Regions from separate parts of the Mus musculus genome. Here regions 1, 2, 3 and 5 are each linked to region 4. A link is a contact called in public Hi-C and promoter capture Hi-C data. All regions are on one chromosome and are shown on one strand. The core of a region is the stretch at or near the end of the contact, and the rest is flanking DNA. Distances in the headings are between cores, read along the strand shown.

Evidence for each region. Promoter capture Hi-C pulls out the DNA fragments that hold promoters and counts their contacts. Hi-C and Micro-C count contacts between places; a contact is called where the count stands out from the background.
Region 1: a promoter capture Hi-C map of pre-B cells shows a contact between it and region 4, with 5 times the contacts expected there. The contact joins the promoter of 4930429P21Rik here to the promoter of Dcaf1 in region 4. A contact is called at or near these places in 6 of 39 promoter capture datasets (frontonasal cranial neural crest, hippocampal neurons, liver and 2 more), 3 of 484 Hi-C or Micro-C datasets (CD8 T cells, muscle stem cells and rod photoreceptor), 2 of 115 datasets of contacts at active chromatin or transcription factors (craniofacial prominence and pro-B cells) and 4 of 9 other capture datasets (adipose tissue, embryonic stem cells, liver and 1 more).
Region 2: a contact with region 4 is called in a Hi-C map of B cells, with 9 read pairs. The contact joins the promoter of Tlr9 here to the promoter of Dcaf1 in region 4. A contact is called at or near these places in 2 of 39 promoter capture datasets (erythroid cells and frontonasal cranial neural crest) and 1 of 484 Hi-C or Micro-C datasets (B cells).
Region 3: a promoter capture Hi-C map of erythroid cells shows a contact between it and region 4, with 27 times the contacts expected there. The contact joins the promoter of Poc1a here to the promoter of Dcaf1 in region 4. A contact is called at or near these places in 3 of 39 promoter capture datasets (cranial neural crest, erythroid cells and pre-B cells) and 1 of 9 other capture datasets (pancreatic islet).
Region 5: a promoter capture Hi-C map of erythroid cells shows a contact between it and region 4, with 35 times the contacts expected there. The contact joins the promoter of Hyal2 here to the promoter of Dcaf1 in region 4. A contact is called at or near these places in 5 of 39 promoter capture datasets (the C10 cell line, the HPC-7 cell line, cranial neural crest and 2 more), 1 of 484 Hi-C or Micro-C datasets (B cells), 2 of 115 datasets of contacts at active chromatin or transcription factors (astrocytes and bone marrow-derived macrophages) and 1 of 9 other capture datasets (pancreatic islet).

Annotation. Positions count from the first base shown.
Region 1 is chr9:107,352,320-107,356,372 of GRCm38.p6, forward strand. 4930429P21Rik (a long non-coding RNA gene) reads right to left here and starts at 1,739. Exons shown (of 5, transcript XR_003948243.1): 1 at 1,416-1,739.
Region 2 is chr9:106,221,214-106,225,250 of GRCm38.p6, forward strand. It overlaps Tlr9 (toll-like receptor 9), which reads left to right and starts at 1,385. Exons shown (of 2, transcript NM_031178.2): 1 at 1,385-1,493; 2 at 2,302-4,037. The coding sequence starts at 1,491.
Region 3 is chr9:106,278,070-106,282,639 of GRCm38.p6, forward strand. It overlaps Poc1a (POC1 centriolar protein A), which reads left to right and starts at 2,992. Exons shown (of 11, transcript NM_027354.2): 1 at 2,992-3,387. The coding sequence starts at 3,370.
Region 4 is chr9:106,820,603-106,825,203 of GRCm38.p6, forward strand. Dcaf1 (DDB1 and CUL4 associated factor 1) reads left to right here and starts at 1,322. Exons shown (of 24, transcript NM_001373930.1): 1 at 1,322-1,489.
Region 5 is chr9:107,567,747-107,572,297 of GRCm38.p6, forward strand. Hyal2 (hyaluronoglucosaminidase 2) reads left to right here and starts at 1,417. Exons shown (of 4, transcript NM_010489.2): 1 at 1,417-1,487; 2 at 2,358-3,324; 3 at 3,746-3,835; 4 at 4,312-4,551. The coding sequence starts at 2,404.

The sequences.
Region 1 (4,053 bases), core at 489-2,988, 530 kb after region 4:
GAGGACCACTCTTCCTGCCTCCAGAGGCATGTCCACTTGTGTGTGTACAATCCTGTGCATACAGATGATTTTACAAAGAACAAATAAATTTTTTTTTCAAGAATCCAAGAGCAAAGCCCAGTGAATGCTAGAGCCTTCATTCAAGAGAGGCATTACAAACTGGGTAGGAGTCAAAGGTGCTGAGACTTACCTGAGAAGACAGTTTCCTCCCCTAGCCCCTGCTCCAGGCACAGGACTGTGCATTAAACAGCCTGCTTCTCAGACCATCCCAGTTTGCACTTCTCAATTCTCACGGTACATCTAGGAACGTGACATCCTTGGAACTTGGTTGGACCCCTGAACAGCAGACCTGAGATCCCTGTATGTCAAACAGGGACCAGTAGGAGGTGGGAAGCTAGAGCCCTTTGAGGTCCCCCAGAAGTCTGGTTTCTATATTATATCTGGCATTGAGAAGCTGGAACCTGCAGGCAGGGGAAGCTGGGAGGGGTGGTCTTTCTCCAAGGCTAGGGATTCTATCTCTGATGGCTCAGGCTAGCTCTGATCAGTAAGTTACCGCCTGGGCTAGTGTCTTAGGGTTTCTGTTGCTATGGTGAAACACCAGGACCATAAACAACTTGGCGAGGAGGAAAGGATTTGATTTCAGTTTACAGTTTCACATTGTAGCCCATCACTGAAAGAAGTCATGGCAGGAGCTTGGATGCAGGAGTCGGTACAGAGGCACCATATAGGGTGCTGCTTACTGACTTGCTCCTCATGGCTTACTCAACGGCTTTCTTATACACCCCAGGACCACCTGCCCAGGAGTAGCACTACCCACAGTGACCTGGGCCTTCCCAAATCAATTACCAATCAGGAAACTGCACCACAGGCTTGTCTACCAACCAAAGGGATGGGGGGTCTTCTCAACTGAGGGTCTTTCTTCCTAAATGACTCTAACTTGTGTCAAGTTGGCATAAAAATACCCAGCATAGCTTAGTCCTTATATTTAGTTGCAACCTCCAGACAGCTTGAACTCCTACTAGCTTGGAAGCAGAGAGAATCGGTCACAGGAGGACGTCCTCCCTAGTGTCCCCCACCGTGTGTAGTTTCTAGAATGTGCAGGGGGGCTAGCAGGGCAGGAGGGGGTCCAGGATGCTGATGATGTCACTAGTGAGTCCCGGAGCCCATTAAGCTTCTCACTGGCCCCTGGATTCCGAGTTCCGCCAGACAAATGAACCTTCTAAATAATATTTCCTGGTGGATCCACATAGGGGAGACACAGATCCTCACAGTGGCCTAAAAGGTGACAACAGCAAACATTACCCAAAGTGGTCAGAAATGTAAACAGGCCAGTTCTAGGGCTGTGGAGGGTTTGAAAAAGACCGAGAATCTGCCTGGAGGGTGGTGAGCTTGGAGAGAGGCTGACTTTCTCTTACCTGGTAGGTAGAAAGCTTGGAGAGAGGCTGGGACTCTCTCCTCTCTCTTGCCTCCTGCCGCACCCCGCTGAGAATATTGGGTACCAAGCTCTCTGTTCTGGGAGATGTTTCTTGAGGCTCCCACGCACATCACCACATGATCTCCAGCCTAGACCTCTCCATCAGAGGCTTGGCCTGGCCCAGAGCAAGACAGGAGGGTCCCTGGGCCAGGCACCCACTGCCTCTTCCATTCTCCCTGGCACCAGGTGCTTTGGTCTATCAGGTGACTGGCAGGCCTCAAGATTCCTCTGAGAGTTCAGGTCTGACATCACAGTGCTCCAGACATCCCTCTTACCACCCACCTTGATTGTCCCAGAGGCTGAGATTTGGGCTAGGTTCTATTTTGCAAAGCTACACACACACACACACACACACACACACTGCTTCCTTCAGTCCATCTGGGTGCTTCTACGAGCACTTCTTCAGTCAGCCTGTTTATAGTGCAGTGGGATGCGGTGGGGGGTGGGGGTGGGGGAGTAGGGAGGGGAGCTCTCAGATCCTGACACAAGAGTTATTGACATGTGGCATCCTTTCTTCCAGACCTCACTCAGAGAGCACAGGCTGAAGCAAGCATTTTCTGTGTGTCTGACATGTGAGGGACAGCCTGCCTTTCAGGACCCACTCTGCTGGCTTAGAGAAAGGGTACTGACCAGAGCTGCTTCCAAAGTTTTAGTCAGGGGAGGCTGCCTAGAGAAGGCACAGAGACATACATGCCCAGTCACTTTCTCTTTCTGCTTGCTGGCCAGGATGTGGGTATGGCTCTGGCCAGCCTATGACTTTTCCCAAGAAATCCCGTGGAAGTTAGCTCTCTCTCCTAGCAAGCTCCGTGGTACCCAGAAGATCTCACAGTCCAGACAGATTCCCTTGTGGTGACCACTCAGGCTTTCCCATCTCAGAGGCAGCTGGAAACCCAGCACAGTAGGTCCCTCATCCACAGCCTGGGGACGAACTTCTGCAGTCATACAATTTAAAGCTTTTTTTCTGGATCCTGGAGCCCCTTAGATCTAAAGCTGGAGATGAGAGCTAACCCCTCAGAAGCTGTCCAAGGAAGGGGACTTAGCAAAATCATCTTAGAGGCCTGGCACCTATGAGCCTAGAGGAGTCAAGATGGTGAGAATAGATGGAAACCTGTCTGCTTGGTACCCAGGCACCCATCTGACATGACCCAGGAGGGCAGAAGACAGGCTTAGGCAAAGGCTGAAGGTTGGATGAAGGCCCAGAGTCCAGCTGCCTGCACTGGTGGGGCTGGAATCTGTGTCTTGCCATGGCTATGATCCTGCTGGATGTCACAACTCAGGGGGCTGCCTTGTGACCTGGAAGGGGAGGACAGGAAAACACCCAATCCTGGTACAGGTCACCCTCACAATGACTTCCCCTGGTCACCCCTCACCCGACTGCTCTTATGATCCCTCAGGACCCTCAGCCTTTCTCTTCCAGACTCACCTGGCTTTTCATCTTTGACCCAGCCAATAGGTTCTCGATTTTGACTAAAACAAGGCAAAGGGAAGCCGAGCATGATGTGTCTGTCTGCCACCCCAGCATTTTAGAGGCACAGACAGTAGGATTGTGAGTTCGAGACCCAGCTGAACTCCATCATAGGAAAAGCCTATCTAAAACCAAAACAAGGAGGAAGACAAAATTGAGGAGGGGAAGAGGGGAAAAAAGGAGCCAGGCATAGTACCTGAGAGTAACTTCTCATGTCCTGCACCCAACCTCCAGCCCGATGCATAGCACCTGCTACACTCCATGTCTGTCCATCCACCCTGTCCTTCTGCTCCTTTGTCAGAGAGGCACGGGGACCGATCCAGAGCCACACAGCCGGGAAGCAGGATGGCAGGGGGACGGCTTGGGAATGCCTGGCTCTTGGTAGAGCTGATACCCGGGAAGGCTGCCGGCTTCTTACTCCCCAGGACATTTTCTGATCAGACTGACACCTCCTGCCCCATCAAATAGAAAGCCAACTCCCCTTGACCCAGATGAGCACAAAAAGGCATTGAGCAGCAGGTCAGAAAAGAGTCGGAGTTTATGCCTGGAAAGTTGGCTCAGAGGAGAAGCCTCACCTACAATGGGGAAACCCACAAATATCCACAGCGCCCCTCAACTCAAGGGCATGGGGTAGGTATTGGCGGCTGGCAACTCTGGCCCCAGAGTACTTGATCCAGGAGTAGGGAAGGGTGTGGTGATCCCAGTCACCCTTAATTTTCGAGATTCTGCATGCTTGTCCCATCCGGGAGGCAGAGGGTCACCTACCTGCACTGCACAAGAGATCCTGACCACAGACTGGGAGTCTAAGTCTTCCAGCTGGGCTGGGAAATTCCAGACAGATAAGGTCTAGAAGTGGGGGTTCTGGAGCCTGACAGGTCCCCAGCAGGGACGCAGAGTCCAATCTACCTTATAATTTTTCATAGCAACTATGATGCCACCTGCTGGCAGCTCCAGGCACTGACAGCATCAGACAAGTCCTTTGGGTTGGCCCAAGCAAGAGTTGTCTTCTAGCCTTGTCCTTTGATCTCCCCCCTCTCCCCACCCTCCCCTGTCTCCTCCCTTCCCCTCCCCACTTCTTTCCTCCCATAATCTCCTCTCCTCTCCTCTCCTCTCC
Region 2 (4,037 bases), core at 135-2,634, 600 kb before region 4:
TCCGCATGGAAGAACAGGTTTTTCATCTTTCCCATGAGAAAGACAACCCAGTGTGCTTAACGTTCTTGGTTCCTCTGGCGATCTCTGTAGGCACAAGGACCTCCTGGCTGTGCTTCCAACCGGTGAACCATTCCATCCCCCAGGGAGATAGGGTGGTGTGGCATACACCTTTGATCACAGCACGCAAGAGACAAGAGGCAGGCTACAGAATGAGTTACAGAACAGCCAGGGCTAGAAACTTAGTCTTGAGGAAACAAATAAACAAACAAAAACACCTCAGGATATAAACAACTGAAAAAAAGCTTCAGGAAGTTCCTGAAAGTGACCAGATGCAATTGGTCCTCCCTAAGCTTATATGGACAGTGGAGACTGCTAAGAAGCACGCTCAGACAAAGGGAGGTGCACAGAGGAGCTTGAAAGAAGCAGAGACCAGCTGAGCTGCCTGAAAAAGGCTCAGACCAACTGTCTTGCCTGGACAATTCACTGTCCAACTGGGATAGTGTCTCCCACTCTGCATCCCCACTTCCCACAATGCCCCAGGTTGAGCTGTCAATACATTGTGCCATGAGCTCTCCATTTCTAGCTTCTGTAGTATCCATGACCTATGCTTTGGTGATACAGCTGTCTTTGAGTCATCTCTGCTCCTTTTAGTAACCCCTCATCCATACTTCAACCAGTAACTCCAATAAAATTCATTGGTAAACCAACTTGGACGTCAGTGGTACCTCGGTTTTGGTCTGTCATTGGTCTGTCACTTGGGTGAGTACACACTTGCTCACATCTCCCCAGGAACAGTGTCACATGACAGCAAGATCAGCCAGAATCTTGGCTGGACCAGCCGCAGCCTACCTCAGAAGCTCCAGCAGCTTGCTGTGCTCTGGGGTCTGGAGTCTGACTGGGCGTTTCGGGAAGTGGAGATGCAGAGTGGGAGATACTATTGCTGGAAGAGATGTGAAGGCTGCCGTAGTAGGAAAGCAGATGTTGGCTCCAGCCTCTGGCTCACAGATGCTCTCCATAGAGTTCTGGGGATAGAGTAGGTGAGAGAGCCACTGTCCCGAGAGCACCCATGAGACAGGCACTGAGGCATGAGAGTGAGGTGACACCCTCCTCACGAGGGTCAGTGCTCTGCCTAGCTCTGGTGCTATTAAAATCTGGTTTCTCATTGACCTTGGGCTGGAGTCTGGGTTTTGGTTCCTTCCCACAGCTCTTTGGGGGGTGGGGGGCATATGTGATACCCTTTGGCTGATTGTGGGGTGGGGAGGAGAGTGGAAAGAGGAAGGGGTTGAGGGGGTTATCTGTCTGCCATCTGACTATGCAAATGATGTGTGACTCATTGTACCACCTGCTCTTTCAGGGTAGGGACAAAGTAGCTACTAAGCTGTAGTGAAAGTGTCACTTCCTCAATTCTCTGAGAGACCCTGGTGTGGAACATCATTCTCTGCCGCCCAGTTTGTCAGAGGGAGCCTCGGGAGAATCCTCCATCTCCCAACATGGTAGGACCCCAGTTCTTAGCCCCCCTGGGGGGAGGGGCACCATGGGAAGGGACAGCAATGGAAAGGACTGTCCACTTTGTGCCCTTGGGACACTCATGGAACCCTAAGGGAATTGGAGCAAAAGCCATCCCCTGAGCAGAGAGTTGAACCTGCTGGGTGGATGGGGAGGCTAAAGCCCCAGACTTCGGTTAATGGTAGCACTTGGCCTGCAGACCTGCCACCCACTGCTCATTCCGAGTCTTCGACCTCTCGGCAGGTTGAGGGTTCTCAAGTCAGACTGGGGAGTCAGATGGGGGCTAACAAGAGCCAGCAAGTGCCGTCAAAGCCTAGATGGAACCCAACCTATACCTCAGTAAGGGTTCAGTCTTCCCTGCATTTTGGTCAAGGAGAATCCAGGAGGCTAGTGGAGCAAGGCTTCAGGGGGGTGGGGTGGAGGTACAGATCTCAGGCAGCTGCTGTGGTCAGGAGGAAAAAGCTGAGGCCCCAGAGGAGAGGAAGAGAAAGTGGGAGAGCCCCAGTAGGCCTGCTGGAGGCTGTCTCGGCTCTGCTACGGGTTGTGTTCTGAGCAAAAGCTCCAAGTCTGGGGCCTGGATTCCAGCCTAGTCCTGGTTCTGTGTCCTTGCTCTGAGCGGCTGTGCCTAAACCCAAATGGTGGATCTGAGTAGCTAGAAGGAGGCTGGTTGTTGGGGCAGTGGGGAAACACTTGAAGACGACTTGGAAGCCCTGAAGAAAGTCCCAGTGTGGAGGAGAGGGTAGAAGAGTGTACAATGACAGTAGACACTTGCTCATTTAGCCCTGGCTCTCACAGGTTCTCCGTCGAAGGACTCTGCACCCCTTGTCCCTCCTGGTACAGGCTGCAGTGCTGGCTGAGACTCTGGCCCTGGGTACCCTGCCTGCCTTCCTACCCTGTGAGCTGAAGCCTCATGGCCTGGTGGACTGCAATTGGCTGTTCCTGAAGTCTGTACCCCGTTTCTCTGCGGCAGCATCCTGCTCCAACATCACCCGCCTCTCCTTGATCTCCAACCGTATCCACCACCTGCACAACTCTGACTTCGTCCACCTGTCCAACCTGCGGCAGCTGAACCTCAAGTGGAACTGTCCACCCACTGGCCTTAGCCCCCTGCACTTCTCTTGCCACATGACCATTGAGCCCAGAACCTTCCTGGCTATGCGTACACTGGAGGAGCTGAACTTGAGCTATAATGGTATCACCACTGTGCCCCGACTGCCCAGCTCCCTGGTGAATCTGAGCCTGAGCCACACCAACATCCTGGTTCTAGATGCTAACAGCCTCGCCGGCCTATACAGCCTGCGCGTTCTCTTCATGGACGGGAACTGCTACTACAAGAACCCCTGCACAGGAGCGGTGAAGGTGACCCCAGGCGCCCTCCTGGGCCTGAGCAATCTCACCCATCTGTCTCTGAAGTATAACAACCTCACAAAGGTGCCCCGCCAACTGCCCCCCAGCCTGGAGTACCTCCTGGTGTCCTATAACCTCATTGTCAAGCTGGGGCCTGAAGACCTGGCCAATCTGACCTCCCTTCGAGTACTTGATGTGGGTGGGAATTGCCGTCGCTGTGACCATGCCCCCAATCCCTGTATAGAATGTGGCCAAAAGTCCCTCCACCTGCACCCTGAGACCTTCCATCACCTGAGCCATCTGGAAGGCCTGGTGCTGAAGGACAGCTCTCTCCATACACTGAACTCTTCCTGGTTCCAAGGTCTGGTCAACCTCTCGGTGCTGGACCTAAGCGAGAACTTTCTCTATGAAAGCATCACCCACACCAATGCCTTTCAGAACCTAACCCGCCTGCGCAAGCTCAACCTGTCCTTCAATTACCGCAAGAAGGTATCCTTTGCCCGCCTCCACCTGGCAAGTTCCTTTAAGAACCTGGTGTCACTGCAGGAGCTGAACATGAACGGCATCTTCTTCCGCTTGCTCAACAAGTACACGCTCAGATGGCTGGCCGATCTGCCCAAACTCCACACTCTGCATCTTCAAATGAACTTCATCAACCAGGCACAGCTCAGCATCTTTGGTACCTTCCGAGCCCTTCGCTTTGTGGACTTGTCAGACAATCGCATCAGTGGGCCTTCAACGCTGTCAGAAGCCACCCCTGAAGAGGCAGATGATGCAGAGCAGGAGGAGCTGTTGTCTGCGGATCCTCACCCAGCTCCGCTGAGCACCCCTGCTTCTAAGAACTTCATGGACAGGTGTAAGAACTTCAAGTTCACCATGGACCTGTCTCGGAACAACCTGGTGACTATCAAGCCAGAGATGTTTGTCAATCTCTCACGCCTCCAGTGTCTTAGCCTGAGCCACAACTCCATTGCACAGGCTGTCAATGGCTCTCAGTTCCTGCCGCTGACTAATCTGCAGGTGCTGGACCTGTCCCATAACAAACTGGACTTGTACCACTGGAAATCGTTCAGTGAGCTACCACAGTTGCAGGCCCTGGACCTGAGCTACAACAGCCAGCCCTTTAGCATGAAGGGTATAGGCCACAATTTCAGTTTTGTGACCCATCTGTCCATGCTACAGAG
Region 3 (4,570 bases), core at 1,742-4,241, 540 kb before region 4:
TGCAATAACCTCCTCTGGGTTCCATAAAAAGAAGACCTAACACCTGTAACAGCGCCACTAACCTGCTTTTCAGTGACCAGTCCCCCAGTCACCAAGTGAATGTGTGAGGGGCCAACAGAATTCACAGTCCTTAAGACTCAACGCAACTCCCTCTCCTTAACTTGGCTCATTCAAATTCCTCTGTTTGTCCATCCATATCTGAGATGCCCCGTGTCTCTGCAGCCCCTCTGCCCCTGCAGGGTGGCCCTGAGAACCACCTACAGTTCTCAACTGTGCTCATTAACAACATGTATAACAATATTCAGAACTCCTCGCAACTGTATCCGTTCCCTACCTCTCCTTCCAGCAAGGCTTCTTTGAAATGTGTAGATCTCTTCAATCTCTCCTGTGTAGTCTACATAATAGTACATTGTTGGGGACTGGAGAGATGGCTCAGTGGTTAAGATCACTGACTGCTCTCCCAGAGGTCTTGAGTTCAATTCCCAGCAACCACATGGTGGCTCACAACCATCTGTAATGGGATCTGATGCCCTCTTCTGGTGTGTCCAAAGACAGAGACGGTGCACTGATATAAATAAAATAAATCCTTAAAAACAATACATTGCGTATGCATACATTCCTATATACACATATTTCCATGTACCTTATTATGTAAAGGTAAGAGATCTGGAAACAATGTTAGCAATTAAGATTGGAATCATGTAACTAGAGTTATAGATCAGATGGGACCTTGCTTTGCCTAGCATGCATAAATCCCCACCACTGTGTAAACCAAACAAGATGGTATAAGCCTGTATTTCCAGAACGGAGGCAGGATCATCTGAAGTTCAAAGCTTTCTTCGGCTAATGCAGTGATCTGAAGGCCAGCCTACATGAAACCCCACAACTGCCGAAATACCATTCAGGCTGTAAAACTCAGCACATGGATAGCACCGCCTGCCAAAACTAAAACAATTACCTAATTCGTCAAAGTCCAGAGATATGGGAAACTCTCTAAATGTACTAACCTTGCTTTTGGACTTCTGTGGTTTCTCTTCTGACTAATTGTTCATGTTAAGTATGTCAATCTAGAACATGTTTTTTTTTAAAAGATTTATTTTATTTATTATATGTATTTATGTATTATATGTATATACTGTAGCTGTCTTCAGACACCAGAAGAGGGAATCAGGTCTTGTTACAGATGGTTGTGACACACCATGTGGTCGCTGGGATTTGAACTCAGGACCTCCGGAAGAGCAGTCAGTGCTCTTAACCACTGAGCCATCTCTCCAGTCCCCCAGAACATTTTATGCTTAAAAGCTCACCCTGAGAAAGCCTTGCGGCTACAATGGGATCTTGAACAACACCCAGTGTAGTTGCTGGCTGGCTAATAAAGACTTTTTATTGGCTTAAATCCGTGTCTTAGCAGTCTCCTCTGGTGGCTACCCCACAATATTCTTAAAAAAAAGAAAGAAAAGAAAAAAAGCAAGGCAACAGAAAAAGATTAGTGGGGCTGGTTTAAGGTTACTTGGGACTGGGTTTCAGACCCAGCACCCACGTGACAGCTCACAACTGTTTGCAACGCCAGTTCCAGGGGATCCGGCGTCTTCATAAGACATCAGACATAAGTATGGTACATATACATACAGGTAGGCAAAACATTCCTACATATGACATTCCTAAAAAAGTAAAAATAAAAAGTCTGTGGCTGCCAGAGGAAGGAACGCTAGGACCACATAGAGAGACCTTATCTGGAAAAGCAGCAAACTGCTACAGCTTGGGAATTTCCTGAGAGGCAATTCATTTTGACATTGTAGGAATATACAAACGTGACCATCATGTTTCTGGCATGGGGTGCTCGTGACACACTTATTGACAAGAGAAAAACTGAAAACTGTTTATGGGAAGGCTGGGAATTTGTGAGCACCTATTTTTGTCTTGAGACTTTCACCTTGCCTATGTTAAATTAGCTTAAACATTTCTAATGTCAAGGTACCAATTCTATGCCAACATAGTTAAAATAGGATCAGATATAGATCCTGTATCTCTCATCAAAACACTAAAAGAATTATTTTTAATGGTGTGTGTGTGTGTGCCTCAGGAGACAAGAGGTGTTGAACTGCCTCAGAACTGGAGTTCCAGGCAGTTGTAAACCATCTGACATGGGAGCTGGGAATAGAACTTTCGTCCTCTGGGAGAACCATATACACTCTGAACCAATGAATCATTCTTTTAGGTCCAAATACACTCCCCCACACGCCAGTTTCTGAGTTTACTGTCCCTGCAGATTTAGGGACACAGTTTCAAGCCTAGGCATGTGGTAAGAAACCTCAGGACACAGCCAGATCCTAATTAGTGTTTTGAGTATGGACAAGTTGGCCGGCCCAGGAGAGATGATGGATGGAAGGTTCTTGAATCTTACAAAACATCCAGTTCAGGTCAGATGCACAGGTCACTCTGGGCTTCGGCTGCTTTCATTGCAGAAGGTGGAAAAGGACGGCCTCTGGTGGTTCCGCCCGACGATTGCTTCTTTCACCTTTTTTTTTTTTTTGGAGCTAAGGTCAGGCTACGACCCAAAGCCTTCTTAAGGCTAAAGAGTTCCGAGCAAGACGGGCCGCAGTCACATCCCCTCTTAAGACAAACGCGGAGGCAGGCCCTCGGAGTAGACGCATTTTTCCTGAGGTCACCCAGTAGAGAATTAAGAATTGAACATATGTCTTTCTGCACCATGGTTCTGACTCTTGAATGACTCCATTTTTTTTTTTTTTAAATAGACACTTAGGAGTATTCGCAGGAACGAACCATTCTGGGGTCCCAAGGCGCTAATAACCTGGTTCTCCATGGCGCCTTGATCGGACGTTTTAAGCCAAGAGCAAGGCCAGTCAGTATCCTCCTTCCGGGATACTTAAGCCTGTCACTCATAATGGTAAAACTCCGCCCGCCCCGGAGCATCTCGGTAAATGTAGTTCTACCTTTATTAAGACTGTGGGGTATAAGTGCTATGTAGAACTTCATTTCCCCGATGGCTGCGCGCTCCGTTACCTGAGCTAGAGCTGAAGGGCCGAAACCTTCATCTAAGATTTTTTTTTTTAAGTTCTTAGGAGGAAAGTGTGACAGCGAACTGAGGCTTTTGGCTGCTCGGCGGGTCACCTCATCTGGAAGAGCGGGAGGACAAGAGCTTGACGCCTATCGAACGACCCGACTTCCGGTCGGCGGACAAAAACCTAGGGCGCTTCTCCTTTAATTGCGGTGGGCGGGACGCGGCGACGCCACCGGCGTTGCTATTGGTGGCGATTGGGGGCGCGGAAACTGAACTGGCACAACTGCCGACCCAGCTATCTCTGGCACTTGGGGCACAGCTGGTCCTACCAGCCCGCTAGCCCCGCTATGGCTGCTCCCAGCCAGGTAAGTCCCTGGATAGTGAGCACCTGACTGGTTGGAACAATGGCCGCGAGAGAGGCGGATGGTGACGCGGGGTTCTAGGGTGACCTCCTCATCCAAGGTTACGGGGTGGATCCGGGCATTGACTTAGCACCCCAGGTGCCAGGCTAGATGTTAGACCACCAGGACGAAGAAATAAGTCTCTGCCTCTGGAATGTACGGCGTATTGAGGAAGACACCATCAAGGCCCGACCCTTGTCGTGGCCTGGGGCGAGCCTCGTAAGCTTGGCCTCTTGTGAGCAACAGGTCTTTTTTGGAGGTGACATCCTTTTCCAACAAGTAGAAGCAGTAGGCCATCGGGATGCCTGGGATAGCGGAAGCCTGCAGTGTGTCCAGGGCTCGATTCTGACCCCTCCCCCCACTCCAGAAAAGGACTTCAAATTGGTCCTTTAAATAAGAATTTGCTTCCACAGGGCCAGGTGGTACCTGATGCACCTGAGAAGACTTGGGTAGAAATAGAAACCAGACTTTTGAGTGCCGATTTGATATTCTGTTTACATTTAGCTCCACGCAGATTTTAGGGGAAACTGTTCAGGGAAGAAGGCATTGGGAAGGGGTGTCACTGATGGAGTCAGACCTGAATCTGCTTCTGCCCACTGAGCCTAGGATGGACACTTCCTCACCCTTGTGTTTCTGAGAGGCTCTGGTGAGGACAGGAGAGGGAATGAGCCCTTGCTCCTTAGTTGATTCTTACCCCTGAACTACCAGGCCATCTGTTAAAAGGCGTGAACCTGCAGGTGTGCTTGGGGGTGGAGCTGGGCACTGGGCCTCACCTTTGTTTGGGGTAGAGCTTTGTGGAATAGCAATGGCTTCGCTGTATCATAGAAATATCCTTTCCCAAGCTGGGTTCCTTGGAGCTCTTCAGGTGGTTTGGTTGTGTGTGTGTGTGTGTGTTTTGTCGTTTTGTTTTTTTTGTTGTTGTTGTTTGCTTGTTTTGTTTTTAATTTTTGGTGTTTGAGGTGGAGGGAGATAACTTACTATGGTCTTGGCTCTCTTGGAATTTACTGTGTGGACCAGGCTGGCCTTGAACTCACAGTTCCACCTGCCTCTGCCTCCCAAGTGCTGGGATTAAAGGTGTTTGTTCCCCACACTGGGCCCATATTTGATCTGTTTGTTGTGGATTTATTGATTCGTCTGATCGTTTGTG
Region 4 (4,601 bases), core at 72-2,571:
TATTTCAAGCAGCTGTTACTCCAAGCACATAATTGAGTGAGGAAGGAACGAAGTGCTCAGGTGGGTGGGGGTAGGGTGGTAGTGGATTTAAGCCCTAAGATACTGGCTGCTGCTTTTCTCTTTCTTTCTTTCTTTCTTTCTTTCTTTCTTTCTTTCTTTCTTTCTTTCTTTCTTGCTTGCTTGCTTGCTTGCTTGCTTGCTTGCTTGCTTGCTTGCTTGCTTGCTTGCTTGCTTTTCTTTCTTTTCTTTCTTTGTCTCTTCTTCTTCCCCTTCCTCTTCCTGCTTTTTTTTTTTTTTTTTCCAGAGGGAAATCTCTGTAGCCCTGGCTGTCCTGGAACTCACTCTGTAGACCAGGCTGGTCTTGAACTCAGAGATCCGCCTGCCTCTGTTTCCCAAGTGCTGGGATTAAAGGCATGCGCCACTGCCACTACCACTCTTCTGATACAGGCTTAGTAACAGCCGTAGAATCTGATCATGACAAGAGGTCCACAGTGTCTTATAATTTCCACAAGAACGTATTGGCTGTAATCGCTCTATGGAAACGCACAGAACTCGCTCAGAATGCCAAGAACAATAGTGAGTTGCATGAATCCTGACGTCTGGGTAGGTTTTGTCAAGATTCTGCTCAATTGTGGAGTTATCGTAATCTTCCATGTTATCACACAGAATCGCTGGGTCAAAACCAGATCCTTCCGATGCAGCTTCCCTTTGGTTTGTGAAGTTAGGCAAGTCATTTACTGTGGGTTTCATTTTCCTTAACTCTAAAATTGATAAATTGAATTAGATGGCCTCCGTGATTAGTTGTTTTCACCAAAGGGCTTTCATTTTTCTGCCTCACATATAATACATGGTAACTGATGTTTTTTGATTCCTGTCGAATATGTTTTTAACAGAAAGACAAAGGAAAACCGACGAATTTCTAACGAGTACAGTTGTTTCTGAATACATTTGTGTGAAATGCATTCTTTGACCCTGGCATCCTTCCGAGCCTGATGTGGCAGTGTCCTACTGAGCCCTTAGATGACACAGGGTAGAATTAAGTAAATTCGGGCAGCCCGGGCTTTTAGAAAGATCTATTCCTTCCTTTACTTTTCACTTCCGCCTTAAAGAAAACTACGAATCCCAGAAGTCAATGCGCTGAGGTGGTGCTTAATGGTAGGTCTAGCGCCATCATCCCTCCCCCGCCCTTAAACGCGGAAACTTCATTTCCCAGGAGCGCTTTGATGTCCCTCGGCTCCTCCCCCTTCCCCGCTCCGGAGCCTCGCGCCAACGTTACACACCCGCGCGCGCTGAGTGCGCGCGCGACCAGTACGTAGCCTGCGAGTGACGCATAATATGTGGGCCGCTCAGGAGCCGTGGTCGCGCTGTGTGTGTGTATATGTGTGTGTGTGAGTGAGTGAGGGAGAGTGAGTGCGGGACCAGAGGCAGTGTGTGAGAACCGTGGCCGCTGGAGGGGTCGGGGGGAGAAGCGGCGGAGCCGCTCGCGAAGGTGAGCGGGGTTAGGAAGGGGCCGGCTCTCTGGCAGGGGCACGAGGAGAGCGAGCGCGCGGCCCGCTGGGCGGGAGAGTGGGCGCCGCGCTGGGGGGAGGGGCGGCACCTGCTTCGGCTGCGGGCGGCGAGGGGCTGGGCGAGCCCACCGAGGCGGCTGGGCCCGGGGCCTGACGAGGCTCTCCTTCCGAGCCCGGGCCCGGGCCCGGGGGCGGGGCCTCCGGCTCCTTCCTCCCGTCCTGTAAAGAAGCCTCTTTAGAGTAACTCTTCCGCCGGGGTGTGGAGGGCAGGGGATGCTCGCCTCTACCTAAAGGAGGTGCTCTTTGAATCTCTCTCTTCCACTCCAAGTCTCTGTCCCTCACGGGACGAGGGGCATCTTCTTTCCCATGCCGCCCGGCGGACCCCTTCAGGAACGGTGTCCCCGCCTCCAGCCTCAGTCACCTGGGCGGGCTTTTCCCTCGGTCGGCTCCGTGCCACCTCCCACTTGCACCCTCCCGGCTCTCCGACCGGGGAGGGGGCGGAGCTCGGCGGGAACCCCTCCCACTTGTACAATGCAGTAGCGAGGGGACGGGGAGAGAGGTATGTGGGTGTCCAGACGCCCAGAGTCTGACCTAAGGTTGCCTGCCAGGTTTCCCCAGCGCTTATTCCGAGGGCTTTTAGTTGTTTGTTGGGCTTTCAAGGGCATTTGCCATACTTTGTCTTCTGTTCCTAGAAAGTGTCGGTCCGTTTCCTCTTACTGCTGTGGTTTTAACATTTGATGAGGAAATACTCTTGCGGTGTGTCTAGTAGTAGTTTTTGAGGAACAAATGACTCGTTTTTTGTTTATCTTACGTTGCTCTTTTTTTTTTTTTTTTCCCGGAGCTCATTGTAGTCTAGGCTGGCTTCGAACTAAGATATCCTTTTATCTCTGCCTCTAGTATTGTAATTAAAGGCGTCTGTTACCACTGCCGGGTTTGCTGTTTTTTTTTTTTTTTTTTTTTTAACTTTCAGGCAAAGACTTTTAAGTAGCATGCACGTTTTAACTTATTGTAGCACTATCTTCCTATTGCAAGCTTTTGAAGGCTTTTTTTCTCCTTGGATTTACTGGCATTTACCTTCAAGGCTTTTATAAGCATATGTACATTTCAGTCTGATCTCAAGATTTGTGTTTTTGTTTTTTGAGACAGGGTTTCTCTGTGTAGCCTTGGTTGCCTTGAAACTCAGTTTAGACTAGCCTGGCCTCGAACTCAGATCTGCCTGCTTCTGCTTCCCCGAGCACTGGGATTAAAAGTGTAAACCAGCCGGATGGTGGTGGTGCATGCCTTTAATCCCAGCACTTGGGAGGCAGAGGCAGGCGGATTTCTGAGTTCAAAGCCAGCCTGGTCTACAGAGTGAGTTCCAGGACAGCCAGGGCTACACAGAGAAACCTTGTCTTGAAAAACCAAAAAAAAAAAAAGTGTAAACCAGCACTGCCCCACCTTAAGATTTGTGTTTGTATATAGCAGTTACTCATTAACCATTTCGAACTGGGATTTTTTTGGGTTGTTAAGGTAATTTGAGGAACTTTTTTGAGCATAGTATTTACTGTTAACAGTGTTGTGTATTTGTTATTTTTTTTTTTCTCAGAAATCCACCTGCCTCTGCCTCCCAAGTGCTGGGATTAAAGGGATGGGCCACCACTGCCTAGCATAGCCCCTCAAACTTTTAAGTAGGAAACTAAAAATAAGTGATAATCTTTCAGTTTCAACTGTTAACTGCTTGCTGTATCTTCTTGTGTTAATTTTATGGAATTTGAGCTGGTAGGTACATCACCTCTAAATACTTTGTACACATTCTTATGAGTGAGGAAATTTCATGTGTATAAATTGATATTTTAAACATTTACGAATTCATATTCTGTAATATAGAATTTTCACTAGCTCCCACAACTGTTTCTATTTAATAGAGAAGTTGAGTTTTTTTTCCCCCAAACAATTTGATACTTAGAGAAGTTAAGTAAGAATTCACAGACATTTCAGCAGAGTTGGGATTTGAGTTCTTTTAAATTGTTAATTCTTTTCTGGGATGTGTCATTTGTGTGGTCTTGAAAATCTCTCTAACTCATTTCCTTATCCATAAAAGTCACCTCACAGGGTGGCTGTGAAAATTAAGCATGTAAGTTAGTTAATTACTTAGCTCAATGTCCTGGGCTAGATATCCCAACTTGGTGACCATTGATTGTATCATCATTAGGTGTGTGTCATAACTTTTTGCATGATTCTTATAAAAAAAACATTGTAGTGGTTTATTTAAGCATTCTGGAGGCAGAGACAAGCAGATCTTTTATGTGTTCAAGGCTAGCCTGTTCTATAGAGGCTAGCTAGGGGTACATAGTTAGACTCCTGCCCTCCAAAGAAAGTATGAATTAAATGATGCATACCCACTATATTACTCCAAACAAAATGATACCTTATAAATTTTGTATTAAAGCCTTTTGATGGATGGGTCACACTCATGGTATTTATTTATTTATTTATTAGATATTTTCTTTATATACATTTCAAATGCTATCCCAAAAGTTCCCTATACCCTCCCTCCGCCCTGCTCCCCTACCCACCCACTCCCGCTTCTTGGCCCTGGCATTCCCCTGTACTGGGGCATATAAAGTTTGCAATACCAAGCGGCCTCTCTTCCCAGTGATGGCCGACTAGGCCATCTTCTGCTACGTATGCAGCTAGAAATACGAGCTCTGGGGGGGGGGTGTACTGGTTAGTTCATATTGTTGTTCCACCTATAGGGTTGCAGACTCCTTCTGCTCCTTGGGTGCTTTCTCTAGCTTCTCCATTGGGGGGCCCTGTGTTCCATCTTATAGATGACTGTGAGCATCCATTTCTGTATTTGCCAGGCACTGGCATAGCCTCATACGAGACAGGTATAACAGGGTCCCTTCAGCAAAATCTTTCTGGCATATGGGTTTTTAAAAAAATTTTTTTAAAGATTTATTTTATGTACGAGTATACTATAACTGTCTTCAGACACACCAGAAGAGGGCATCAGTTCTCATTACAGATGGTTGTGAGCCACCATGTGGTTGCTGGGAATTGAACTCAGGACCTTTGGAAGAACAGTCAGTGCACTTAACCACTAAGCCATCT
Region 5 (4,551 bases), core at 167-2,666, 750 kb after region 4:
GAGGAAGGGTGCAAAGGGCAGCCAGCCACCAAGGGAAACAGGGTCAAGGGGCTCTCCTCCCCGCCCCCCTGGCCCTTTCCGCCTGGAGGGCAGCAGGAAGTGAGGAGAAAGAGCAGGGATGGGAGGCGGGAGGGAGTGGGTGGGAAGGAATGGGGTTTATCAAATCCCCAGCAGACTGCCCAGAGGGCAGCAGCTGGCGCAAGGAACCTGGCTGGAGAGACTCTACTCAGGTGAGCGCAGAGTAGTACATAAAGCTAGTCCGCACTGCCATAAATGCGTGTACTCCTGCGGCGCTCCCTAGCTTCCAAGCTTGCGGTAGGGAAAGGGGCTGGCGGCCAGAAGCGGACTTTCGGAGATTTGAGTCGTGCATTGGAGAGCAGATCTAAGAGGCGAGGGTACAGGTCTAAACCTAGTCCTCACTGGAAGGGGATTGCAAGGCAGAAAGGTTCAGAATATGGAGTCGGGGTACTAGGGAGACACTGAAGCCTCCTTTCTACGAAGTCAGGCCCGAAACTTTGGCAAATTGCTCTTTATTTGGAGTTGAGTGGGTACCCCTATGGACAACCATCCCACCTTCACCTCGTCGCAGAGACTGGTCCGGGGAGAATCCAGTAAATTGGCAAGCCCTGGCGTGGATCCGGTGAAAGTGGCTAGATCACTTTCCCCTTTGGCCCGACTGAACTTCAATCCCTTTGGCAAGGCAGCGACCCACCCCCCTGGTTACCAGGACAACCACTATGTCTGCTTTGCCAAAGGAGGGCTCAGAAGCTGTACTAGGCCCCCTCCTCTAGACGGGCAAAACAAAAGGCGGGGCTTCCTTCTGACCGCAGACAGACTAGTGGAGGGAACCTGGGCTCAGCGAAGGCGGGTCATTAATGTTCCAAGAGGTTCTGGATCCACTCGTGTCAAAATCTCTTACACTAGACAAAGGGCCCACTTTGCTAGAGTCCATATTCAGACAGGTGGGATTGAATCCGCAGCTACCCCCAGTCAAGGCTTCAGCTATAAGCTTTTATTTCAAATGCCATTACCACCACTACCCCCTCATTCCGCTCGCGCCCGCCCCATCCAATGTTCTATCCCTTTAAGAGGCCAGCTGCAAAGAGTGGATTGTTCCACTGACGACAGATTGTGGGGGTAATATCTCAGGCTGGTTAGCTCTGGTGGCTAAAACCAGCGGGAATCCCCATTCCAGGAGGTATTCAATCTCAGATACATAACTATGTTCCTCTACAGAAGATCTAAGGGTCCTCGAACTCGAAACGCAGCACTGGCAAAAAGGAAGAGAAACACACCCTCCCTACGAGGCCGTAAATTCTGCCATCCACCCACCTCCGAGGCAGGATTCTTAAAGGGCCCGCGGGCCTCGGGGCGGAGCCAACAGAGGCTCGAGCTGGGGCAGTGCTTGGGCGAAGGGCCGGATCGGGCTTGGTTGGTACCAGGATGGCGGCGGCCCTGGCGTGGGTCCTGGTGGCGCCTGGTTCGAGGTGAGGGCGGGCGTCGCAAGCCTGGTGACTCTCTTCCTGTGAGATGGGCTCTGAATCTCTAGGGGCGCCCTCATAAGTGACCCAGGAACCCCACCCCCACCCGGCTGAACTCTGGCCCCACGTGCGGGGCGGGGGCGGGGTCCCGCACAAAGACCGGAGTGGAATACTCTTTACCCGGGACCCCTTGTGCTGGGAGGTGAGGGTGTGGGCCGGTCGCGAAGTGCTCACACAGATTCTTGGTGGCTGTGGTGGGAAGGGCAGGTCGGCGAGCACCGCGGTGGGAAGTCCGCTGCCCCTTTGTCCCCGGGGCGCCTCCTCCTATCCTAAGAGTGTCGGTGCCCGAGACTAAGTCCTGACGTTCTTGCTCTTCTGCTTGGCGCACATTGCACAGATACCAGTTCCTCTGCAGTGTACCTAACAGCTTCCCAGCTTCTGTATGCGTTGTGCCCCAAATGCTGTCTCTTCTCAGAATCAATTCTGAGTTCGTAATGAGGGTGGGGGACATGGGGTGTTCAGAGTGTTTTAAAACTATTTACTGTATGGTATACAGGCATGTAAGTGACTCTAGCAGTGAGTCGGTAGCCTAATCAGTCCCTTTTTCAGAAAGGACATGGACCTAAAGGAGATTCTTGCCCAACCACGGGCAGCTCCCTGCTCTAGAAAGAGCTCTGTGGTTTCGGTAAATTCCCTAAGGTCTTTTGCCTACCCATCAGCATCCTGCTATCTCCCAAACCTGTTACAGCCTCGGCCATCTGAGCAGGAGCATGGTGTGCCGCACAGTATGGGTTTGGGGAGTTTATGTGGGATGAAGGTGCGTACACATCTCTGGAATTTGCTAGACTGACTTGTTCTCTCTCACACTTTCTTCAGTTCCTGAGCTGCTACCAGGCAGGTAACACTTCCTGTAGCCCCCAGCATGCGGGCAGGACTAGGTCCCATCATCACACTGGCCCTAGTGCTGGAGGTAGCATGGGCCGGGGAGCTTAAGCCCACAGCGCCGCCCATCTTCACTGGCCGACCCTTTGTGGTAGCATGGAACGTGCCCACACAAGAATGTGCCCCACGCCACAAAGTGCCACTGGACCTTAGGGCCTTCGATGTGAAGGCTACACCGAATGAGGGTTTTTTCAACCAGAATATCACCACCTTCTACTACGACCGTCTAGGCCTGTATCCACGTTTTGATGCAGCCGGGACATCTGTGCATGGCGGTGTGCCTCAGAACGGCAGCCTCTGTGCACACCTGCCCATGCTGAAGGAATCTGTGGAACGCTACATCCAGACCCAGGAGCCTGGGGGGCTGGCAGTCATTGACTGGGAGGAATGGCGGCCTGTATGGGTTCGAAACTGGCAGGAGAAAGATGTTTACCGACAGTCTTCACGCCAGCTGGTGGCCAGTCGGCACCCTGACTGGCCATCAGACAGAGTAATGAAGCAGGCCCAGTACGAGTTTGAGTTCGCCGCTCGGCAGTTCATGTTGAACACTCTCCGTTACGTCAAGGCAGTCAGACCCCAGCACCTGTGGGGCTTCTACCTCTTTCCTGACTGCTACAATCACGATTATGTACAGAACTGGGAGAGCTACACGGGCCGCTGTCCCGATGTGGAGGTGGCACGGAACGACCAGCTGGCCTGGCTCTGGGCTGAGAGCACGGCTCTCTTTCCCTCTGTGTACCTGGACGAGACACTGGCGTCCTCCGTACACAGCCGCAACTTTGTCAGTTTCCGTGTTCGGGAGGCCCTTCGAGTGGCTCACACCCACCATGCCAACCACGCCCTCCCCGTGTACGTCTTCACGCGTCCCACATACACCCGAGGACTCACGGGACTGAGCCAGGTACGTGTTCTCCCTTCCTCCGGGAGCCACTGCATGCTTGTGTTATCGGGGACCAGAAGTACTGTTCCATATCTGTTTTAGTCTTGTGGAAGGGTGATGTCACCCCCATTCTGTAGATAAGACCGAGGCCCAGAGATGCTGAGAGGTAGCCAGGAGCCTGTAGCAAGTCCATGAAAAGTGCACAGAACTAAACCAGGCATCCTGACTTTGGGGTCAGAATGTGTAACCTTTGACTTTGTGGGTTCATGCGTGGGCTCTTGGCCTTGGAGACTAAGGTCCAAGGTGAGGATAGAAATGGGCAGAGCGGCCTCTGCCTGTCTAGAACTGTCCTAAGGTCAGCAGGTTAGAGCAGGTCTGTTCTGAGTCTCCTGCGACACCGTCTGGTGCCAGTCTTGCTCAGGAACCATCCCTCCCCACACAGGTGGACCTTATCTCTACCATCGGTGAGAGTGCCGCCCTGGGCTCAGCTGGCGTCATCTTCTGGGGCGACTCGGAAGACGCTTCAAGTATGGTAAGGGAGACCCACCCGGCCTTCCAGGGCTGATGAAGAGTGTATACTTTGGCTTCTGCCCCCCACCTGGGTGTACACACTGAGTATAGCTTATCTCCTAAGCATAGCAGCTTTGTCCCTGGACCCAAGAGGGAAGAAGGGCACCCCCACCCTGTTCCCAGGAAGAGGAAATGCTATCTTGAACAGCTGGAGTTCCGCCCTTCCTCATCCACACAGCTGGGCTCCAGTCTGTCTCAACCCCGCTTCTCACTAGGGACAGGGGACTGACTATAAAGGCTCGGGAACTCTGTGTATATGTTTACATACATATACAAATAAATATGCCAGGGATGTGCCTCAGTAGAGTGCTTGCCTAGTCTAGGGTTCAAACTCCACCACTACCAAAAGAAAGAGGCGCTATCACCACAGTTTCCGTCGGGGCTTGGGCAAAGGTAGCTAACATCAGACACTCACTCCTTAACCTTGGCCTTTTCCAGGAGACCTGCCAATACCTCAAGAATTACCTAACTCAGCTGCTGGTTCCCTACATAGTCAACGTGTCCTGGGCCACCCAGTATTGCAGTTGGACCCAGTGCCATGGCCATGGGCGATGTGTGCGCCGCAACCCCAGCGCCAATACCTTCCTGCACCTCAATGCCAGCAGCTTCCGCCTAGTGCCTGGCCATACCCCCAGTGAACCCCAGCTTCGACCCGAGGGGCAGCTCAGCGAAGCCGAC